Linked DNA regions of Mus musculus: region 1 is linked to region 2. Evidence: chromatin contacts called from public HiChIP or PLAC-seq data. All regions are on one chromosome and are shown on one strand. Each heading gives the region's core, a stretch centred on a gene start, on an enhancer-like site or on the middle of the called end of the contact. The rest is flanking DNA. Distances are from core to core; before and after follow the strand shown. Region 1 holds the start of Tnfrsf11b (tumor necrosis factor receptor superfamily, member 11b (osteoprotegerin)). Region 2 holds the start of Ext1 (exostosin glycosyltransferase 1).

Region 1 (3,217 bases), core at 481-2,980, 930 kb after region 2:
TGTGTCAGTGCAGATACACATGTGCCAGAGTGTGTCAGTGGAAATCAGAGGATGCCCGTCAGGAGCCAGGTCTCTCCTTCCACACAGGTTTTCAAGGATTGAGTTCACAATGATTGGTTGTAAGTGCCTTTACCCATGGAGCCATCTCACTGTCTCTAAAAATTGCACTTCTTAAAAAGTTCTTCTTAGTGGAACTGGAGGGATGGCTCAGCAAGAGCACTGGCTGCTCTTCCAGAGACTCGGGTTTCATTCCCATCACCGACATGGCAGCTCACAACTGTCTGTAACTCCGGTTCTAAGGGACTTGATGCCCTCCTCTGGCCTCAGTTAGCATCAGATGCACAAGCAGTACACAGACATACATGCAAGGGAACCACATATACACCTAAAATAAAGTAAAATTAGAAAATTCTCCATATGTCCATATTAGTGGATATATGTAATATATATGTATATACATGTATACATATCTGCATATGTACACATGAAGTTGGCATATGTATGTATACTCTCCTGTCCACTTTTTCCTAAGTGACTTTGGTATTACATATGATTGTCTGTGTGTCCCTGAAGCTCAGGGAAAGACTACATAGTTTTTAATTCTCACTATGTGAGCAGGAGGATGAAATTGAAACACTGACTCTAGTGCATTCCAGACAGAGAAATCACTCAAAGACAGACTTCTCTGTCTGATTTGTAACTTCATGTGTTTCACAGGCTACTGATGTGAAGGAAACAAATTTGGGGCATGGAAAAAACTTGTCTATAAACCTAAATAACAATTTGCCAAATGCCTGAGCCAATAAAAGAGATTCCTTTATTTTCCAAACAACGTTTCAAAACAGGTTTGAACCATCTTTCTTTATAGTTGAACTGATCTGGTTGTTTAACTATATTCTACAACGTAATAATCATTAGTCTGTTCATATTTTTCACACTACTGAAGTTGAGAACTAGACTAATAGAACTTTAGTAAAACAGCAAATTGCACAGAAAAATAAGAGAATATTTTCTGTATTGCCCACAACCCATATGTAAGTTAGGCTAATGTTGTTTCAGACTATCCTCTCCATCCAAACTTTTCTACAGAAGTTTCAAAAAAGTCTGGCCTCTCTTTCCAACACCTGCAGTAATAAAAAAGTTCGGTGAAGCGAAGGTATGGTGTTCCACATAAGAACATAAGTAAGTAAATAAATAAGGTAAATAAAATGAATAAAAACCAAGCAAAAAAGTCTTTAAAAAGGCCTCTCTCCGTGTCCCTCTCCCATCTGCATAAACTCAGCTGGAACTTTTCATGAAAAAGCCATTCACTCTTCAGGGCAGCCTGCTGCTGTAGCTAGAAAGAGGCTTCGTGTTCCAACCAAACCCCAGCTCCCTCCTGAGGTAGCCGGGCTTGGTCCCCATCAGCAGGAGGGGAGGTCCCGAGCCCAGGTGGTCAGCAGCCTCCTGCCCACGACTTACCACCAGGAGTGCGCAGCACAGCCACTTGTTCATTGTGGTCCTCGGGAAACCTCAGGAGGCAGCCGCTGGGTCAGTGCTAGGTGCGTCTCTGCAGCCCAGGCAATCATGACGTTTTATATAAGGTCGGGGCAACAGGAAGTATGCCCTGCCTTTGATCTATTAGTCTCTGTCTGGACAAACCTTGTTCCTTTTTAGGAACCTTGGGAGCTAGTGGTGGGGCTTTGGGACACTCCGGGGTTAACGCTTTAGGAGCCGGAGTGGGAGGATCCTGCGCGGAGGCGTGGGACAAGGGAAGGGAATGACTGATTTCTGCAGGGGGAGAGAGAGGGGGAAGGAAGAAGAAAAGAAGGAGAAAGCCACCGCTGAGCTGAAGAACAAGGCAGCAGCTGTCCCGCTGCCTCTGGGAGTTCCGAAGCTTTTTCTGCCAGCGGCTAGCCTCAGGGCAGCTGTGACCTGTGGTGAGAGGCTGAGTACACTTGGGGGAGCCGCTGGGCAGCCTCCAGGCTCTGGCTCCTCTACCCGAGGTTTCAACTTCAGCAGCCTATTGCCACATGTCTCAGTCACTGTACCCTTTCTGGGAGAAGGCTGAGGTTTTCGTTTGGCCTATTATCTAAACTCCTTCCCAAAGATTCTGTAGCTCCCCAAATAATCCCTCTCGCGTAGGGATGGCATTGTCCTCAAAAACGACTGAGAGTTTGTAGTCGTTAACATGCAAAGTGTCCTGGGCCCGTTAAAGAATTTATTTGTCCAACTCATATTTACCTGGGTTGTCAGAAGCTAGGGAGAACCAGAAGAATAAATTCTTTGTACCTGGAGTAGGAAAACCTTACAAGCATCGCTTCCCTTCCCAGCATCCTCTTTCATAAAGGGTTGTTGGCTCCTTAGAGTCCTAACCACTAAGCTTCTGGTCAAACGCCTCTTCACCCATTAAGTTGCCTCTTCACTGCCCTCTGCTGTTGGCACGTTTAAAGATTTGCAAAATAAGGTTCTTCTCCCACCCATCAGCCGTCTCACTGGTTAGAAGTCACTGTTTCCAAATTGAATTCCCATTCCAAGATGCCATAGGCAACTCTCAAGTCAGCTGTAGGTGGTCACTCAAACCTGCATATAATGTGATGCTTACAGCGTGATTACTCCTTGCAGAACTGGCTTCTCTATCAGGAGCTGGGTTAGTGAGATGTCTCCTGAGTAGGGCAAATTCTTCTGTCAACAAGAGGAGCTCCACCTCTTCACAGCACGATGGATCTCATGCTATCATGAGTTCAAAGTAGTTCACTCCATCAAGACATTTTGGAGGAAGGAAAAGCTGCATGATTCTATACTAGTCTCCTGTGTTTTAGTTTCTACTGCAACAACAGTGTGATAACAACACTTACCATCCAAATAAACCTAAATGTTAACTTTCAAGCCCTGTGTAAGTGGCAGAGCTATTATTTCTGTTCAGGAATAGTTGTCTGGGATATTAGCTGAAAACATTTTTCTCAAAATGTAACGTGATGTCAGGGTGCAGTAGTGGCAAAACCTAGAATCATTTGGAAAAGCAGCTGCAATGAGAGATTGATTATCTACACAGAATTGGCCTGTGGGTCTGTTTGTAGGGCACTGCCTTAATAAATAGATGTGGGAAGACTCAGCCCATTGTGGGCAGAACCATTCCCTAGGCAAGGTGTCTTGAGCTAGAAGTGCAGAAATAAAGATACAAACAAGCAAGTACACGTGCATGCATTCTTTTCTCTCAGCTCTTGGCTCTGGATGT
Region 2 (3,290 bases), core at 205-2,704:
CCGATGTCAAACCCCACGTCCTCAGTGTAGTCAGGCCAAGTGCCAGAATATAAATTAAAAATTAAATGATTCCTACCATTGTTCCACAAGTGGAGACTCTGCACTTTGGATCTCAAATTGTGCACATACTGAGGTGATAACTGGTCTCTGTCTAAAGTATCCAGACTCAAGACAAAGAGGCACGCCTGGCTGGGGTCCGAGGTGTAGAACCTGGAGCCCTCGATGGCCGCTAGAATGTTTTGGTAACTTTCGGCGATTTTCTCCCCTTTCTGCTGCGGGTACACGTAGACTTTGAAGCCGTTTTTCTTGCAAAGGGTGAAATCGAAGCAGGACTCCATGCGGCACTTCTTGCCTTTGTAGATGCTCGAGTTGGCGTCTCGCTTCTGCCGGGGGGAAATGTGCACGCTGGAATCCTCGTTTTCCAATTGATCCCAAGGAAAGAAAGGGCGCAGAGCGTCCGGGAAGCGGGGCCAGAAATGATCCGGACTGGGCTGGTGCAAGCCATTCCGACCACTGTGCTCTTCTCTCCGGCTGTGGCTCCTCGATGCCCTAAACTGCACGCCTCCAAAATAAAACAAAAGGGCGAGACAAGAGCCAGCTGAGAGCAGGATGAAATAGCGTTTTTTGGCCTGCATGTGTCCTGCCTGGGTCAAGAGGATTGTAAATAAACACAAGAATCACCCAAGTTTCCCAATCAACACTTTCAGCTCCAGTCCGCCATCTTCCCGCCTGTAAAGACTTCAAACTCTCCGCTCCCACCTTCTCTGGATGCCTTTCCCCAAGCCGTGGACTGATCCAGCGCATGTGGGCGATTTCTTTAACTTTCTCCCCTTCGGTCTTTCATCTTTGGGCTGCACAATGCACGGGAGAGAGCCGGGCAGAAGATCTCGCACCCAGGGCGGGCGAACAGCGGACTGTAATTTTCTTGCATGCAACAAGACGGAGGAAAAGAAAGAGAGCAGGGAAGAAAAAGCTCCCGATACCCAATCAATGGCAAGACGAAGTGACTGCCTCTCCGCTCGGATTCCTCTCGGCGGCGTGGAGAACGAGCCCGGGGAAAGCAACTTCAACTCATCCACACTCCGGTGCAGAGCACTACGGTTCCAACAAGTCAATCCGCCCCGGCTTCAGCCGGCTAGTGCATCTTGCAGCTGGGGCGCCGTAACCTCACAAATCCCTGCATGTCTCTTTATTCCCTTCTGCAGCGGCTCCCACACTCCGCCGGTGTTTACTCCTGCGCTCACGGGGCCGGCTCCCCGGGCGCGCGGCGGCCCGGCCGGCGGCACGAGGCGGCGCGGGGCGGCGGCGGCGGCGCGTCCTCCCCGCGGGCAGTGCCGGCCCCGAGCGGTGCTTCGCAGGCCCCGCGCTATCACTGCCGACCGCCGCGTTCGGTCGCCGAATGTTACCCGGTTCTGAATGTTACACTTACACATTCCATTCCCGACACGACAGCGCTGACCTCATCCATCCACGCAGCCCGCGCTGCCATTGGCCGGGCGTCACGTCCGGGTGGGGCGGGGCTTCCGCTGCGCCCATTCATAACCCCCGGCGGCCGGCAGAGGCGCCGGCGCGGCGCGGCGCGGCGCGGGCGCGGGGACCCAGGAGCGCACGGGCGGCGGGCGGAGCGCTAGCCGGCCGGGCGTCGCCCACCGCCGGCCTTCTGCACGCCGGGCCGGGAATGCAACCCGGACCAGACGGGCCCCAGAGGCGCGGGAGGAAGTGTGGGGACGTGGCCAGCAGCCCGCTGCTCGGGATGCCCCGGGTCTCCACGAGCCGGGAACGCCTCCCCGCCGGGAGGCTGAGAGGACCGGTTCCTGGAGAAGGATGCCTTGAAAATGGAGAAGCGAGGGGAAGGGGGGTGGGGACTTCATGGAAAGCGAGCGCAGGTCGGGATGTCTCTCCCCCCACACTTGGACCCGCTGAGGACCAATTTTTTGGTGGGTCTTGTTTTTAACGTTTAAGTGGTCTTTCTAATTCCCCTATGTAATCCACCTATTTTTCTGTCTTCCTCGCCGAGACACCCTAATCCTCAACAATAAGGAGGAATTGTCACAGTCCGATGGATCTGTGGCTGAGTGTGAGAAGACACCTCCTAAAGCCATCTGATCTGCGTGCCCTCTCTTCCATTCCCGAATCCCTCCCACCTGTTCTATTCACTGATATTGGGCCGGGAGGGATCTAATGGCTGAAAAGAAAGCCATTTCATTTTGCCCCCATCGGTGTTGTTATTCTTCCTGAGGTGGTATTTTTAAGATGTCACCTGGCCCTAGCTGTAGAAGGGAACCTTTGAAGCAAAAAAAAAAAAAAAAAAAAAAATGTATTTACAATAAATGTGCCACGGTTCCTTCAATTGACCTTCCTTCTGTCGACTCCCCTGCCCCAAGCCCCTGTCATTCTGAGTGAACTTAATTGGATGATTCTGAAAGGAACCTCCAGGACCTCCAAGCTGTGCTAGACTCCCAAGCATTACCTGGCCTCACAGCCTGAATTCTGGCTTAGAACACTTACCCACCCTAGCCTCAGAGCCTGGCCAAGCTGGACAAGCAGTTGCCTAGGGCAGCAAGCTGTTTAGTGATTGTTTATTGTGGGAGTGAGTGAGCTGGGAGCAGACACATCCCTACCTCCCTCGGGCTACTGAAAACCCCAGCCGGTTGTGTACCCATGGTATGGTTATAATAAGGCAGAGTGGAAAGTTTTCAACCTTTGTTGTTTCAGATTTGTTTGAATAAAGAAGGGAAGAGATATTGGGTGGGATATTTTGGTACATTCTGAAACCTCTGCCCATTTTGAACCTGCCAAAGATGAAGTAGGTTTTCATGATTTACTTTGTCCCCACCACAGGATTTAGAGAGGCCTGAAACAAGAGTAAGGGTTCAGTCATTTTCCGAGCAGGATGAAAACGGTTCAGGTAAAGGTAGAGATTAGAGCCACAAGTGACCCCAGGTCTCAGGGGGATTGCAATGAACAGTCTTCAAGACAGAGCTCTTTGTGTTGAGATCTGGCTGTCAAACAACCTGCACCCTGTAGAAGATAGGACTCTTCTTATCCTGCATTGGCAAAGTCTCTTGCTTTTCTTGTCTAACTGTGGTTCCCTCAGCTCACAGCACATCTTTGCATTCAGTTCATTAGTGGTTGATGTTGTAGGAGAAAAATGGTACTGAAAGTGAGGGGAAACACGTTCAGCCCGTGTTTCTGCAATTGAACCTTAGGAATAATGATCTCGGCTTACTCTCAGCTTCTCATTGATGAAGTGATGTTTTAGAGTAATGTTTTTTGTTTTTGTTTTTTTA

Evidence for each region. HiChIP or PLAC-seq counts read pairs in DNA pulled down with a chosen protein or histone mark.
Region 1: a contact with region 2 is called in an H3K4me3 HiChIP or PLAC-seq map of forebrain, with 6 times the contacts expected there. The contact joins the promoter of Tnfrsf11b here to the promoter of Ext1 in region 2.

The regions. Positions count from the first base shown.
Region 1 is chr15:54,276,754-54,279,970 of GRCm38.p6, forward strand. It overlaps Tnfrsf11b (tumor necrosis factor receptor superfamily, member 11b (osteoprotegerin)), which reads right to left and starts at 1,731. Exons shown (of 5, transcript NM_008764.3): 1 at 1,462-1,731. The coding sequence starts at 1,494.
Region 2 is chr15:53,344,729-53,348,018 of GRCm38.p6, forward strand. Ext1 (exostosin glycosyltransferase 1) reads right to left here and starts at 1,455. Exons shown (of 11, transcript NM_010162.2): 1 at 1-1,455. The coding sequence starts at 635.